2 separate regions of the Rattus norvegicus genome follow, and region 2 is linked to region 1. A link is a contact called in public Hi-C data. All regions are on one chromosome and are shown on one strand. Each heading gives the region's core, a stretch centred on a gene start, on an enhancer-like site or on the middle of the called end of the contact. The rest is flanking DNA. Distances are from core to core; before and after follow the strand shown.

The links. Hi-C and Micro-C count contacts between places; a contact is called where the count stands out from the background.
Region 2: a Hi-C map of liver shows a contact between it and region 1, with 4 times the contacts expected there. The contact joins two enhancer-like sites. A contact is called at or near these places in 4 of 12 Hi-C or Micro-C datasets (hepatocytes, kidney and liver).

What each region holds. Positions count from the first base shown.
Region 1 is chr20:29,723,528-29,728,192 of GRCr8, reverse strand. The region is part of intron 4 of Adamts14 (ADAM metallopeptidase with thrombospondin type 1 motif, 14); the gene reads left to right. Among named protein-coding and RNA genes, the nearest start is that of Adamts14, 37 kb to the left of the region's middle. Within about 2 kb of position 2,857, at least 2 of the 93 cell types and tissues checked have an H3K27ac peak or open chromatin away from gene starts, as enhancers often do. A contact at or near this core is called in liver, where this site is marked.
Region 2 is chr20:29,821,210-29,825,874 of GRCr8, reverse strand. All of the region lies in intron 17 of Pald1 (phosphatase domain containing, paladin 1), which reads left to right. Among named protein-coding and RNA genes, the nearest start is that of Pald1, 26 kb to the left of the region's middle. Within about 2 kb of position 2,509, at least 4 of the 93 cell types and tissues checked have an H3K27ac peak or open chromatin away from gene starts, as enhancers often do. A contact at or near this core is called in liver, where this site is marked.

The DNA.
Region 1 (4,665 bases), core at 1,608-4,107:
CAGTCAGCGGGGAGATGGTGCCTGGTCCCAGTGCTAACAGTGACACCGGAGTGCTCAGCCCTAGCCAGGACATCCTTATCAACCCCACCACCGAGGCTCAGGCTCAGAAGAGGAGGCGGAGGAAGATGTAAGAGGGAGGGGCTAGGTGAAATGCTCTCACCTGGACATGAACCGCCATGATTCTGGTTGCCTGCACAAGATCCGTACAAGAACAAGTCAGTCAAAATCCCTACACTCATAGGGCTGGCCGATGGTCTCCGGGCCCTCTCCATATTAGGAATCGTGGCAGTGAAAGGGAAGTGGAGAATCTCTCTTTAATCGAAGATATGTTCACTGGCACGTGCTCCATCAGATGGTTTCACACCCATGCACATATGGATAACACTAACTAGACTTGGTGGGTTACAGCAAGAGAGGGAGGGAGGGGGGGAGGGGGAGGGAGAGGGAGAGGGATGTGAAGTTGGGAGGGAATATGCTCAAAAGTCATGAGGAGAGTTGGACAGACATGAGGAAAAAGCCATGGTCATATGTCATTATATACATGTTTGAAATTCTTAAAAAGCAAGCAAACAGGGAGGCGGGGCTGCCTCTTCTGTCTGGGATGCTTGCTGGGATTTAGGCAGGGAGTTGATGGCAGGGAGGATCCAGATAGGGTGGGCTGGGCCAGCACTTAGTGCTACCTGGTGTGTGAGCATAGGTGGCCTTAGGCTCCAGGGTCTTGCCTCTTGGCACCATCCCTACTCTCGTGGCCTGAAACCTGCCTGAGCCCTCTGACAGAAGTGGACCGTCTATCCTGTGGCTCCTCTGAGCATTGTCCCTCAGGAGAGAGGGAGTGCATAATTTTGTACACCGGGCTCCATGCAGCTCTGTGCCCCAGCACAGGAGAGGCTGGTGTTGGTGCGGAACAGGAGGAAGGCTTCCCACAGCCCTCTTGTGGTCTCGTGGGGACTTGGTTTACCTATCTAGCCACAAACAAGCTAGGGCCCTCCTGCCTCAGGCTCAGAGTCTGAAAAAGTGGAGTTCTCCTAGCCCAGGGCTGTGGGCACCTGACACCTGTAGGGTTACAGGGTGTTGGGGAAGGGGTCTTTGCTACTGCCTGGCGCTGTGTTGCTGAACACTGGGCTGGGAAGACCCTGCCCCACTCCATTTTGCAACCTGAGAAGTCTTCTGTGTATTTTGGGAAACAAAGGTGTTTGGGAGAAGGTTCCAGAAAGCTCAGAGGCATACAGACCTGTGGCCTAGTGTTCCCTTCCCCTGGTGTCTTCTTTTTCATTCTCTCTATCACAGAAGCTGCCTTCTCTCCGTATCAGTCCCTCTGAAGGCTCGGGGCTCAGAAGCATGGCGCTCCCGTGGCTTCCCATCTTCATCAGCCCTCCACACCTCCCCACATTGCACTGTGGCTCACGTGGGACCGACAGTCACTGGGCAATAGGGTCTCTGCGTGAACCTACCCTCTCAGGAGCCATGTTTCTGAAATGAAGCCTGAGGAGGCACAGCTGTGTCTATCTATGTGCTGCTGGGACAGAGAGACACACCTGCAGCCCGGCCCAGGAGTTCAGCGTCTGTTTTCCTGCTGGCATGGCTCTATGGTAGCTCACACCCTGGGTGCAGCGAAAGGGCTGTGTCCTCTGAGCTCTCTTTTTTTGTACTGGGCTATGGGAAGCCCATCTACTGTCACCCAGAAACTGTCTGAACAGCCATGAGTGTAAACTGGGGCCAGAGAGTTATGGTGATATCAGTTTAAATCCCGGCTTCCCACTTCCCAGCTGTTGGGGGAGCCCTTGGAAAGTGACTTAGCTTCTCAGAAGCTTGGATGGCCCCTCCTTCTGTCTCTCCCTCCTTCCCACCTTCCCTCTCTCTTCCCCCTCTTTCCCTTTTTCCCTTCAACAAGATCTTGCTATGTGACTAAGGATGACCTTGAACTCCTGGTCTCCCTGCCTCTACCTCCTAAGAGCTAGGATTACATCGTGCAAGCCCTTTTTACTAGAGCCTCATAGGCACTCGGTAAGCACCCTCCTACCTACACCCCCAGACCTCAAGAAGCTTGTGTTCATCCTGGGGGTTGGGGAAGTGGCTCAGTGGGGAAGAACTTGCTGTGCACATGTCTTAGTTAGGGTTTCTTTTGCTGTGGTAAAACACTGACCAAAAGCGACCTGTGGAGGAAATGGCTTGTTTCAGTTCATATTTCTGCGTTGCAGACTGCTTCAGAGGAGAATCTGAAGCAGGGTCCCTACACTGTTAATGGCTTGCTCCCCATGGCTTGCCCAGCCTGCTTATATGCCCTAGGGCTGCTTGCCTAGGGGTGGCACCATTCACAGAGGGCAGGGCTCTCCCATATCAGTAATTAAGGAAAAAAAAACCCTAGCCATTACAGTGAACACAAAGACCCGAGTTCAAATCCCTGGTACTCACATAAAAAGCTGGGTATGCCCTTTAACCTCAGCACTATGGGAGTCCGATGCAGCAGGAGCCCTGGGCCTCCCTTGGCTGCTGGCTTAGGTTCAGTGAGAGACCCTGTCTCAAGGGACTAAAGTGGGAATCGAGAGACCAGAACATCCAATGTCTTCCTCTGGCATGAGTACATACACTTGCACATGGGGTATACACACAGACTTGGACACACACACCTGCATCCACACACACACATACACACACAAGAGGAAGAAGTGAATTCAGGAAAGAAAGAGAACCTTGTTCTCTTGCTTATGAGACGGGAATAGTTCGCTAACGTGGGTGGGAGTGATAAACAAAGTCTGGTACACAGTAGTTATTCTGAGAGCAGCAGCTCACCCGTGCAGACCCAGCGCTCTTCACCTGTCCCCTCCCTTCTGCCGTTTTTGTCTCCCCTTGGCCAACATCCTGACCTTTGCTTGTTTTTCTGGTACACACCCGCTGGCTACCTCAGGCCAACAGGTGATGTCAAACCTAACCTAGGAAACCTGCCAAGGCTGGCCTTGAACTAGGTTCAGAGGTAAGAAGCAAGGAAACCGATTTGCTGTTCTTCCCGCCCCATGGGTGTGCCTTGCGGCCATTCTTTGTCCAGCCAGGGAACGCGATTTCTGATTGCTCCCTGACTATCCCTCTCCACAGCCAAGGAGGTTGAGGGTGCTGGGCCAAGCCCTGGGTGTGTAGCCAGGGTGGAACTTGTCAGGGGCCCCTGTGGATGTGTCCCAGGGAGGAGAGGTTCCTGGACCTGCCAGGTAGCCATACCTCTGACTGTGGCACCCTGTGCGGGGGTAGATTCTGCCAATATGGTGGCCCTACCCAGGCACTTTTCTGGCCTGGGTAGAGTACTGAGGTAGTACCAACTGAATCACCCCTGAGCTCCTGACTCCAGGGCCAAGACTGGCAGGGGTATACACAGATAAGGATGCCAAGACCCAGAGGATTGGACCAGGGAGCTTGGGAGGACAGGGCCTACCCTGTCTGCCAGTGTTCTAGTCTGGATGGCAGTCAGAACAAGGGTCTTTGAAAGCCTTGGTGAGTAGATCTGGCCTGCTGAGCAAGTGACAGAAATGAGGAGAGTTGTCCCTCAGTGTCCCCAAGACCCCACCCCGCATCCCCACATCTGTAGATGCTCAAGTCTCCTTTGTAACCTATACAGTCTCCCTCTCTCTTCTGTCTCTCCCACCCTCACCTTTGTCCTGGCTACGTTTTTCTCAAGTTGACACAAGCTTGAGTTATTTGGGAAGTGGAACAAACCCCAATTGAGAAAGTGCCTCCATCAGATTGCCTATAAGCACGTGTGTAGGGCATTTTCTTGAGTGATGATTGATAGGGGAGGGCCCGCCCACTGTGGGTGGCTCCATCCCTAGGCTGGTGGTCCTGGGTTTGATAAGAAAGCAGGCTGAGGGGGCTGGGGATTTAGCTCAGTGGTAGAGCACTTACCTAGGAAGCGCAAGGCCCTGGGTTCGGTCCCCAGCTCCGAAAAAAAGAACAAAAAAAAAAAAAAAAAAAAAAAAAAAAAAGAAAGCAGGCTGAGGAAATCATGGGGAATGAACCAGTAAGCAGCGTGCCTCAATGCCCTCTGCTTCAGTTCCTGCCTTAAGTTCAAGTCCTGATTTCCTTTCATGATGGCCTGTGACCAGGAAATGTCATCTTAAATAAACCCTTTCCCCCTTTGTTCACTAGGACAGGATTGAACCAGGGCCTTCCATGTGCCAGGCTAGCATTCCACCACTGAGCGGCAGAACTCTCTGATATGTAATTGACGGTGCCGCAAGATGACTTTGATTAAAAGTTTTTCTTTTTTTTTTTTCTTTTTCTTTTTCTTTTTTTCAGAGCTGGGGACTGAATCCAGGGCCTTGCGCTTGCTAGGCAAGCGCTCTACCACTGAGCTAAATCCCCAACCCCTAAAAGTTTTTCTTAAGATTTACTTTTATTTCATGCTTATGGGTGTTTTGCCTATGTGTCTGTGCTCACCACACACATGCAGTGCCCAGGGAAACCAGAAGAGGGCATGGGGCCCCTGGACCTGGAGTTACAGATGGTTGTGAGCCACCATATGGATGTTGGGAATCGAACCCAAGTTCTCTGGATGAGCAGCCAGGGCTCTAACCACTGGGCAATCGCCCCAACCCTCCAGATGACTCTGAACCAAGGAATACAGTGTAAGCACTGTGCACATAGCTGCTAGGCTGCATCGTTAGCCAGTAGCGGCAAAGA
Region 2 (4,665 bases), core at 1,260-3,759, 98 kb before region 1:
GGTTTCTGCAGAGCATTTCCAGACTGAAAAGTCACACTGTTGCTGCCCTGTGGAAACACCTGTGATCAGAGTGGACAGCGGGATCGGCTCTGTCCAGCGGCTACAGAGAGCCAAGTTCCATGGAAGGGGTGAGGAGCCAGAAGAGATCATCAGGTGGAAGACGGGGTGTAGATGTTGAAGGAGATGATTTTTCTGCCTCTGACCGTTCATGTCTTCATCTCCAGGCTGAATCATGTTCCTCCTGGGGGGCAGTGTTTGGAAGTCTTCACCCGTTATACTCATAGGGCTGGGCTCAGTGTTGGGGTTCAGGAACTCCACACAAAGCATATGAACACTGACCCAGTTGAGCAAAAATAGTTATTGAACGCACACCTCAAGACTGATAGATTAGGACCGTAAAAAGGACTGGGGAGCCTAATATTTGGTACCAGTGTGTTCTCAGGGCAGGCTTATAAATGGGGGGAAACCCCTCAAAAGCCACAATGAGCTCATACGCAGGTGCGGGAAGTGTAGCCCAATGGTCAGCTCTGACTCAGGCCATTTTAGACATAACGGTTCATATTGACCTTTAACTTGATGGGTCCCATGTAAAGCTTTGTGGGATTTCTTTAAGATTAACAAACCTCAGAACATTCAGAACATAACATGTGGTCAGCATGACCCTGCTCTGAGTCAAGTCACTTCTCTGTCTCAGTGACTGGCAGGCATGTTACAGCAACAATAAGAAAAAGCTGTCAGCAAGCATGGGGCAAAATGGCTACAGCTAGGATGGGGATGGGGGATGGAGGGGGTCAGACCTCAGCACACACCCCGCCCCCTAGAATTGATCCAGTGAATCAAATCATTGACTCAACACTTTCTCTGAGGCCAGGGGAGTAGCTAAACAAACTCTTATATTAGCCGTTGTTGGCTTAAACATTTGAAATTGTCATCTCCCTTAACAGGTGCTGTGACTCTCATGCTAGGAGGCCCTGCTGTGGCCAGTTACCGAGAGAGCTAATGTTTTACAGCCCTAATGTAGCATAAAAGTACATACCTTGTCCCCCACAATCAGGGTCTCCATTTGAGAGCCAGACATCTATCTGAAGTGAAGGGTGGCTAAACCATTTTCTGTACTCTGGGTCTGATATACAAAAAGGCCCAGAGAACGAGGCAACATAGATGTTGGCAGTCTTTGGGTGCCTATTCCATTTGGCCCAAACAATTTACCTAAGTCAAAGGTGAGGGTGGGGGAACCTTCCCCAGTAACTGGCGCTTCTATCTCCTGCCCCTAGTCTATATTTGCCTGAGCAGATTTTCACCTGGCTGACAGACTCCGTGTAGGGGTCTCACCTGTGGAGCTGCTACTGTTAATCAGTCCAGCCCATACGATCGCTCCCTGTCTTCCAGTTGGATCAGCTAAGCAGAGGGCATGGAACAAAATGGCTGTAGGCAGCAGACCTGAACACTCAGCAGAAGGGAGAGCCCTGAGGATCCATCTCTGGGACCAGTGTCCTCTAACATTGCTCAGAGTTCAAAACACCCTCAGAGTCCAGTGTGTGGTCACAGACAAGGCCGTGGGCCATGGAATGGGAAGGCAGGCCGCAGGAAGTCCCTAGTGAGTTTGTGGCAGAGCGGGCATGGGACTCATGCCCCTCTCTGGTCTATGTTGAATTTGAGCTCACGACCTCTAGATGGCCCTAGGGGAGGCTTGCTGCGGCTCTAGAATGGGGGCCATCTCTTTTCCAACTCACCCTATGAACTGACTCCTAGGAACTGGCAGTTGGGTCTTACCTTCAGTATCTTAAGGTTTAGTCAAGCCCCTGCCTTCTGGTTTTAAAGTGGAGGTCCGCAGCTGGTCTCTGCCGGCGCCTGCCAAGCTTTGCACCGAGTAAGCCAGTGGGCTCCTCGTGGGGGTCAGAGATGCTACTCAACTCCGGAAGGACATGGGCCCGGGCTCCATGGGGGGGGGATGTACCTCCTCCATCAGACTCACTGCCTGGGAATGTGCCAGTCAGCTTTCTACCCACTTCAAGTTTTCCCTCGACCTTCTGTCCATCTCAGGTTCTCCCAGCAGAACGCAACCTCAAGGCTGTAAAGATCCCAGCAGCGTGTGGCAACTTGGCTTCTGCCCCTCACCCTTCAGAGCTGGTCTTTCCCAGCCCCCTGCCTGCTTCAGCAATCCACTCACACATTAGTCGGAAGGGGTTAAGAACATGTGGTTGGCATTTGGCATTGGGATTGCTTTTGGCAATAAAGTGACCCCAGGGCCACAGAGAAGCAGGAAAATGGGAGGTCACTACTCTCTCATGGGAAGAAGTGGGAAGGAGTGGTCTGTGTGCCGCTGTGCGCCCCCCTTCCCCCCCCCCATGGATAGCTAGGAATTTTGTGCGAGGCTCGCTTGTTAGACGTGGTGTAATATAAATGGTCCAGGGGTGCAGAGCGGCTCCCAGAGTTTGCTGAGCTGGGCTGCAGTGACTTTCATTTTAGCTTCTTCATTCTGACCTTTGTACACGTGCGCTACACTTTCCTCACAGGTGGGGCAGTGTAGGCTCTAAGTACTCAGTGGGCTGTGTCTGAGGCTAGCCTCACTTGGTGTGTGCCGACACTGAGTCAGACCGAGGAGAAGGTTGTGCTAGGCTGTGTTCTAACGAGGTGAAGAGAGGCCCACAAATGCCTCAGCTCCTGAGCAGTTCACGGTGGTGGCTGAGGACAATACCACTGTGATTGGTGTTGTATGAAGTATGCCAAGTGGAAATACCTAAGTCCTTCTGGCTTATCCACATCGACCTCCACTTGCCTTAGTTTCCTGACCTTAGAGACCTAGCCCAGCCATTGTGTGTGTGTGTGTGCGCGCGCGCGTGTGTGTCCCCGTCCGCGCATGACAAGGTCTCTCTGTTAGCTTTTTTTTTTTTTTTTTTTTTTTTTTTCCGGAGCTGGGGACCGAACCCAGGGCCTTGTGCTTCCTAGGCAAGCGCTCTACCACTGAGCTAAATCCCCAACCCCTCACAGAATTTTTTTAAGAACCGCCTTAAGGGCTCAGTGAGTAAGCTCGCTTGCTACCAAGACTGGTATTTTGACTTTTATCTCCTGGACCTGCATGGTGGAAGGAGATGATAGACTCTCTGACCTGACCTCTGTACACATTCACGTGTGCCCACACTGCTCGAGGCTGACATGTTAGACTTGGCATAATATAATGGATCCTAGGGTGCAGAGGGTGCATTAGACTTAGAAAGGTCACAGGGTCAATTCCAACACACAAATAAACATTTTTTAAATACCTACCTGCCTCACACAGAAGTAGAATGGGAGAGATGGTCTCTTGACATGAGCCACTTTGTGGGGTTGGCATGGACATGAGGCAGCGGGGAGCAGTACGAGGAATCTGGGCCCTACTGAGGTATTCCAACATGGCCAGCAGCCCCCAGGTTGATCTAGCTGGTAATCGATTGTTTCCTTTTGGACTTGGAAAGGGGAAAGTATTTATGATAGAAACGTCTAAGGACACTCTGTTAGACACATTAATGCCAGCAGGCACTTTCGGAACCTGGCTTTGGCTGTCGGCAGTCGCTCTTACTCGTCTGTATTTAGAGCAGGCTGTAGCACCCTCTCTCTTCCTTGCAGAATGAGTTTGAGAACAAGCTGAGGCAAAGCTGGCTGCAGACGCCTTTGCTTTCTGAAGAATGCTTTGTGGAGACCATACCGCTTTGCCTCTCTGAGAACTTAGAAGCCTGTCTGTTCCAGATCTCAGTGAGGAGGACAGGAAGTCAGGGCAGGTTCTAGTAGACTCATTTAACTGAAGAAGAAACAGGCCTGAGGGAGATCTGTGGTAGACTGGAAGCAGGGTCAGAGCTTTATCATCCACTTGGCCTTTTACATTCCTTTCCCTCCGGGGTGGCGGACACGGGGGACAATTTCATGGTAACAGTAAGAGGATGGGCTATGGGGGAAGCCACCATAGCTCCTGTGTGCTTGTCATTCTGTGGAATAGGCCTATAGAACCCGAGAGCTGCCCGAGACAGAAAGATGAGCTCAGCGCCCCAGGAACTAAGGCTGTTTCCTAAGAAAAGCTGAAGGTCGGCTGCCTCAGGCGCTGAGCCCCTGGCTGGTCTTTCTCAGCCTCTGACAGCCAATGCTGTCCCCAGAGTCCTCATTCCAGCAGGTAATGGGTCTCCAGGGCTCAGCCACTGCAATTAGAGTAGCCTCGGAACATTGTAAACTGTCATATAAGATGTGACAGGAGGAAGGGCACTTTCCTTAGGGTCTTCATGCCTTCCTGAGGATGGACTCAGTGAATTGGTGCTGCCTACCCCCACCTCCCCCACAGCAGCTGAGTCCTCCTTTCCCTTCTGGCTGGCTGGCCTGGAGCCTTTTGGCCCTACAGGGGACTTTCCTACTGAGTCTGACCTGGTCACAGGGTCAATTCCAGCATCCCCTGGTCCTGGTATCATCTCACTGAGACCCGCCACTCTTGGGAGCAGCTAGCACTCATGTTCATTGCATAGGCCCGTTTCTACAGCCCAGCTCCCAGGACTGTGCCAGACACAGCGGGGGTCTGCAGTGCCTTATACAGTGAGTAGGAGGTGGATAGCAGGTGGAATAAATATTTGCATGAATTGGGAAATCTGCCTGTTTGCTGTCCACACTGGCTTAGTCCACTGGGACTAGTCCTCCAGGACAAGC